Regions from separate parts of the Mus musculus genome. Here region 1 is linked to region 2. A link is a contact called in public HiChIP or PLAC-seq data. All regions are on one chromosome and are shown on one strand. Each heading gives the region's core, a stretch centred on a gene start, on an enhancer-like site or on the middle of the called end of the contact. The rest is flanking DNA. Distances are from core to core; before and after follow the strand shown.

Region 1 (3,384 bases), core at 857-3,356, 990 kb after region 2:
TGCCCAAATCAACCTGTGCAATGCGCTCTCTCCACACTCACCCTGCAGGTAGGTTTAGCCCACCCCCAGAGGCTGCACTGTCTAAATGAATTGTGCCTGCAATGGGGGAGGAGCAACGTCCCTGACCTCTGGACGCCCGCTGGAGAGAAACACGGCAGTCTTGGACTCCCAGGTACAGCCCCGCGATGAAGACAAACGCAGTGACTTCAAGGCAGACTTCAAAAGACAAAGGTAGAAAAACAACCCAGGGCAGCTGTCACTCCTGATCGGCACAAGTGTGTTTTGGGCAGAGCCAAGTCAGTGGAAAACAGTTGTCAGGGCATCTCCCCTCTGGATCATCTGTGCTGTGTAGGACTGGACACGTGAGCCCCTGACACATCTTGGGGCGCTGGAAAGCCTAATACCAAAGCGGAGCGCAGCGTGTCTCTCTCTCTCTCTCTCTCTCTCTCTCTCTCTCTCTCTCTCTCTCTCTCTCTCTCTCTCTCTCGATCTCCCTCCCTCTCTTATGCCACCACACCAGCACTGTGCCGAGTAAGCGAGTCCAGCTCTGAGAAGTGCTGAGCAGTTCTTGGCACGGAAGGGAACGCTATAAAGATTAATGTCACTGCTATTAGCCCTTTCCATGCCTGCCTTCTAAGACATTGCACGCTGTGTCCCCACTTCAGTGTAAAGTCCTGGCAGGAGGTGACTGGGTCTCATTGGTGATAAGTTAGAGCATACAACCATGCTGAGCTCTGCTGAAGTTTGGGCTTTGAACTTAGTTGTTTGCCTCCCGTGTTGTCACCTTACAGAAATGTGGACACACATTAAAAACAACAAAAATCTAGGCATGGCCTGACAGTGCCTATAATCCCTGCACTGGAGTGGATCCGTTGGCCTGTCAGCTTGCCCACACGTATGGCTTTCAGAGTCTCTGAGGTCCTGTCGCAAATAGAGACAGGATAATAGGGTAATAGAGGAAGACTCTCAATACTGATTCCTGGCCTTCACACAGAGGAGTACACATATAACACATATACAGAGAGACAGACAGAGAGAGAGAGACAGAGAATGAATGAATGGATGAATGAATGAATGAGAAGAGATGGGAAAACGTCAGACTAATTAAACCCAGTTTCCTTCCGACCTTCATGTTCCTGTCATTTGGCCACCGGTTCTTACATTTCCTCTGCTGTAAACTGGCTCCATCCAGATGGACTGTGTGGATGGCAGTGACCACAGCTGGCAGTCCCAGGGAAGCTACCCAAACTTTGGTATCTCCCCCAGTATTTTTGTATCAGATGCCACAGGGGATTCCTAGGAAGAAACAGGGTCAAGACACGTAAGCAGAATTCACTGGAAAGCCAAGGCTATAGCAAGCACACTACGGCTCCCAACCAGGCTCTCTATGTGTAGCCAAGGCTATCCTACAACTCTCATGTGATCCAGTGAGTCTCCAATGCACAGCCTCCCCAGTTAGAGCATTATAGATGTGCGCCACCGCATCTGGCTCCGCACTCTCATCTTGAGATACACTGACTTAATAATAACAGTAGAAAGCACATTGCCACTATCTACTGAGAACTTTTTCTGTGCCAAACATTTATCACGTTATTTCCCTTAATCCCCTCAACAAAACAAAATGAGTGTGCTATCTTCCCTATTTTATCAGGCCAAAAATCAAACAGTAGAAACCTAAGACACAGAAAAGTCACAGGGTTTGACTCGCTTAAGTTCATCCTCACTAAAATGCTGTGATTCCAACCCCAGTGCAGATCCCTCCACACCTCACACAGATAACCGATGCTGCCACACTCTGTGGCCACAGAGCCCACAGAACTAATTTTCTGCAGAACAAACTGCTCTGTGCCCTCCCAACTTTGTCTTCCCGACACCACTGCATGCCTCGGCTTCCACAAAAGACCCCACAGGCTGCCCCTCTCAGCTGTCCCTGTCCCATTTCTGCCACACTTATCAGGCTGAAAATGGGTCTGTCTCTGGTTTGTAACTTATACTTATGAGACCTGCTACTGTGCTCAAGCCACAAGTCATTGGGGTAAAGGGTGTATTGATTGGATTACCATCAATACTCAGCTTCTGTTAAAAAGGTCAGAACTACCTCTCTTTGCTCCTCCTCCTCCTACAATGTATAACCAGGTAGAGTGAGCACTCTGGCTGGTCAGCTATTCATCCACATTCAGTACAGGACCTGGATTAAGAGGACAATTCCACACACACACAATGTCAGAAGACAAGGTACAGCGACCTTGGGGTCCTTTGGCTTTGGTTTTGAGGAGGTTGGGAATCTATTTAAGGCAGTGAACTTATACGCTGGCACTGGATGCAGTTACCACAGGTCCAGGCTACCTCTTTGCTTGGTCAATTACTAATCCTTTTGGCTACTAAGCAAATTCCATGTTCTTATTCAGTAATCGGACTTTTCAGGATATTTGCTGTTTTGAATAGCTATTGTAAGAATGTACCTACCACCCCCACGATCTGGGGAAAGTTAACAGGACTCAAATCATGAAAGTGGATCTGGAATGTTCAAAAAATGTCCAGGAATGAAAGGTAGTTCTAGATTCAGAGACTGAGAACTGATTGTTGCAGGCGACCTTGGACCATGGGAAGAAGAAGAAATGATCGGATGAAGCACCATCTGGGGGACTATGACCTTGGGCTGACTCTTAGCTAATACTAGCATAGCCTGTGTTGTATTCATGGCTGTGACAGCATTGCAATCAGACAGGGATTTTTGCCTTTGTTCTTAAGGAGAGTACCAGTTGAAGTCGTTAGGAATGAGGTGACACAATTAACCTGCAGCTTAATTTTAAATGGTTCAGCCAAACCAATACGCGTTAAGAAACCAATGTGGTGAGTGTTAGGTAATTACTGGGGAGCAAAGTGAAGGCTGTGGGGTTTTCATTTTCCTGGTATTTCAATGTCTCTGTAGATAGAAGGCTTTTTCAAATAAAACCTTCAAAAGAATGTGTCATTCTTCTGCGCTTACAAGTTCTCCCCAACCCCTGCATACGGCAATGGTGTAGACGTTGATAAATCTTCACCCCTGTTAAGATTCTCGTACACTGACCTGGTGAGGCTGTGCGGAGTGCTCTTTTGTGAGGGACACCACGTATTGTGGAATCAGCCAGGCTCGGGGGTGGGTTCTAATGCTGTGTGTGCTGCTGAGACTCGGACTAGATCAATTGGCCTTTGTGTTTTCTACACTGTGCTAACATAAGGACTCCTGGTGTATGACACGGGCAATCTGGGCTTTCTTTTAGTGATCTGTGAATGAAGTGATCTCTTCGGAGCTCAGAGTCAGTAAAAGACAACATGAGGAAGGCTTAGAGGGCAAATGTTTAAATGTCAGTTATGTATTTGTACAATGCATATTTAAAGAAT
Region 2 (3,101 bases), core at 542-3,041:
CCCAAAAAAACTTTCCTTACAAGCAATTAAGTGTGAGTGACCCTTCCGGGTGGATCATGAGAATTTTAAGAGTTGGGCAGAACGGGCACAAATGCCAGTGTAACAAACAACCAGGAGAGGTGCTGGTGCTCACGCTCTGCATTCCTTTAGAAGCCCCAGAAGACAGAAGACGGGCTCCTCCAAACATCCCAGGCTCTGATCACAGCTATTTTTAAAGGGTCTTAAAAGATTACCAAAATGTCTTTCTGGAACTGTATATACTGTCATTAGATGCTACCAGCCCCCACCCTACAAGATCTCGACAGTGCTAACAGATGCTAAAGGAACACGATCTTGTCACACAAACGCTTTTTCTCATAAGCATCAAAATAAAATGCTTGAAAAGCACATGCAAGTTTAAGGACAATACTAAGAGAGCAACTTTTTAAAACAATAATCAACGAGGCCTCACTTTTAGCCAGGCTGCCGCGTATCTCGCGTCTCGGTAAGCATGAACTCCGGTTGGCCCTCCTGGCCAGAAGCATGTCCAGGGACTTTACCCTCTTCAACAGCTGCTCCCAGGGAGCCAGGAAATTTACTGAACCCAGTCTTTACTGCATCCACAGTCAGCCTCCAACGAGGAGCGAACCAACAGCCCCCACACCAGTCACAAAACCAGGTCAGAGTTGCTATGCATGCATGCGCTGTGTGGCATAACTCAAGTTCCCAGGGTCCCAGCCGATACTTGGAGATGCGGGAGCGCCACGCACTCAAATCTGAACAGAGCAGTGAAATTTTGCTCAAAACCTGACTTTCTTTTGTACTGTTTTGTTGTTGTTTTAAAAAAGAATGTTATTCCAGAATGGATTCCTTTTCTTCCGGGTCTGTCTGCTCCTACTAACTCTCTGCCACAACCAGGGTGCCTCCCCTTTCCCAATGCCCCACCTCTTGCCACATTTATAAAAAAAAGAAAAAAAAATGGCACATTCCCTCTCCCCTAGCTTCTCCTAGTAAGGCCTGGAAACTGGAGGAAATTCAAATCAAATTAGTTGCACATTAAAAAATAAACAGACAAGCAATCAAGGGTGCCCACCCAACAAAAGCCCTCGCCAGTTCCAAAATATGATTAAGCCTGGGAGGGAAGAGGGGGAGGGGGACTAGCCGGGATGGAGATAAACGTGTGCATTTTTGGCCCCAGCGTCAGCCTCATCGCGGCCAAATTCTACATTTTGTTTAAAGAAAACGCTGGGCCTGAGAGAAAAGAAAATAAAAAGTTGTAACTTTTAAGGAAGTCTGCAATCCGCACTGTCTGGATAAAATGCCAGTGCTTCCTTCGTCTGGGATCGCCGGGTGGGAGCCGAGATTCGAAAAATCTCCAACCCCAGCCGTTCTCTCCGGGAAGGCGCCCGGCCAGCGGCGCCGCCCGGCGGCCCAGCCAGGTCTCCCGGGACGCTCGCAGAGTCCCCCAGGCTCCCCAGGCCGGGCGCTGGGGACGCTAGGCGGTCACGGCCCCGGGCCCCGGGCCCCGCTTTCCGCGAGGACTGACAGGCCCTTCCCACGGCAGCTCGTTCCTGCCTGCCATCCGAACCAGACGGTCCCCGCGGCCCGCCCAGCCCGCCCGCCGCCTCGGGGCGCGGATTCCACCCGCTGGGTCTCCCGGCCGCCCCACCCCCGGCAGGGGCGCCCCTCGAGCCTGACCGACTGACCCGCGCTCCGCTGGCCCACACGCACCGGGTCGTCCTCTGCTTCCCGCCGCGCCCCGCTCCCCCGCCCGAGCCTGCAGCCGCCTGGCTCGCCGAGTCCAGCCGCGGCCGCCGGTTCCCGCCCCCAGCCCGGGGGGAGCCCAGGGGGCAGGACGGGGAGGGAGGACGTGGCGCGCAGAGGTGGCCAGAGGCGGGCGGGGAGTGTCCCCAAGAGGCCCCGGCGGGGGCGGGGGCGACCGGTCGCCCAGGGACCCTCCCCGCGAGCATCCCGGGTCCCGGGTCACAGCCCGGCACCCCCAAGGGGGCCAAGGCAGCCCCGAATCCCAGCTCTGCGCGCACGCACGCCCTCCTCCCTCCACCATATGGAAATCTACAGCCTCCCAAAGTGACACGTCGAAGATTCCTCGGCCTGGCCGCGCGCCCTCCCCCTCCCAGGCAGCGGTCCTGCCGCGGGGATCTGGGCGGGGGAGCGGATTCCTCGGAGCGACGGCCCGGGGAGGAGGGGAACTGCGAGCCCCGCATCCTCCGCTTTCTTCCCGAGCGAGCGGGGGCTGGAGGGGTCGCCCCCTACCCGGCCGGGAGCTTCGGGCAGCCGAGCGGTCGGGGCGCGACCGGGACTCGGCAGCCAAGTTTTCCTCGGGCATCCCCGAGTGCTCCGGGGCCGGGAGCGCACTCGTGCAGACTCGGAGTCCGGCCGGGCTCCGAAGCGCAGGGACCCGAGAGCGACTGTGGGTGGCACGTCCCCCGGCAGCCCGCCGCCGCTCCCGCACGCCTTACCTCCCCTCAGGCTGAAACGGGGCTCCGGGTGCCCGCAATCCGGGTCGCCCACGCCGTCCCAGCCAGCCGCCCGCGGGATCCCCGCCGTCCCCTGCGCCGCTCCCGCCGCTGCTCTCCGCCGCCTCCTCCGGCCGCCGCCGCTGCTCAAATAACTACCAGGAGGGTTTGATGGGGGATTCCGCCATGTCAATGATGTCGGGACCACATGGGGATTCGGGCCCCGCCCACTGCCGTAAGCCTCCCAGTACACGCGCAACTACAAGAGCAAGCTCGCGGTAGCTCGGCGAGGCCTCCCTTTACCATAAGCCAAGCCAGGCTACACACAGCGGGGCTTCTCTTGTCTGAGCTGAAGAGAACTGGGAGACTCTGAATGAGATTCTGGAATCATCACTGCAAATGCAGTATTTGCTCAGTAATTACTAAAGCTGACTTGTTATTTTTCACTTATAACACATATTTCCTTTTCCAATTGTAATTCCCAGAAGAATCTTTCAGTGATTTTTTTTTTATTCTTTTAACTTCCCACAGCATTTTGCATAAGCAAATTTTATGATACCAAAATTTAAATGTCTATTGTCCCTTTCAGTTCCGGCTAGACATCTTTACTCGAAAGACTAAAGACAGTTCCTTCTAGTTTTTATT

What was found. HiChIP or PLAC-seq counts read pairs in DNA pulled down with a chosen protein or histone mark.
Region 1: a contact with region 2 is called in an H3K4me3 HiChIP or PLAC-seq map of craniofacial prominence, with 5 times the contacts expected there. The contact joins the promoter of Slc2a2 here to the promoter of Fndc3b in region 2. A contact is called at or near these places in 2 of 39 promoter capture datasets (hippocampal neurons and liver) and 2 of 115 datasets of contacts at active chromatin or transcription factors (craniofacial prominence and extraembryonic endoderm stem cells).

The regions. Positions count from the first base shown.
Region 1 is chr3:28,695,797-28,699,180 of GRCm38.p6, forward strand. It overlaps Slc2a2 (solute carrier family 2 (facilitated glucose transporter), member 2), which reads left to right and starts at 2,107. Exons shown (of 11, transcript NM_031197.2): 1 at 2,107-2,235. The coding sequence starts at 2,221.
Region 2 is chr3:27,708,661-27,711,761 of GRCm38.p6, forward strand. Fndc3b (fibronectin type III domain containing 3B) reads right to left here and starts at 1,792. Exons shown (of 26, transcript NM_173182.3): 1 at 1,686-1,792.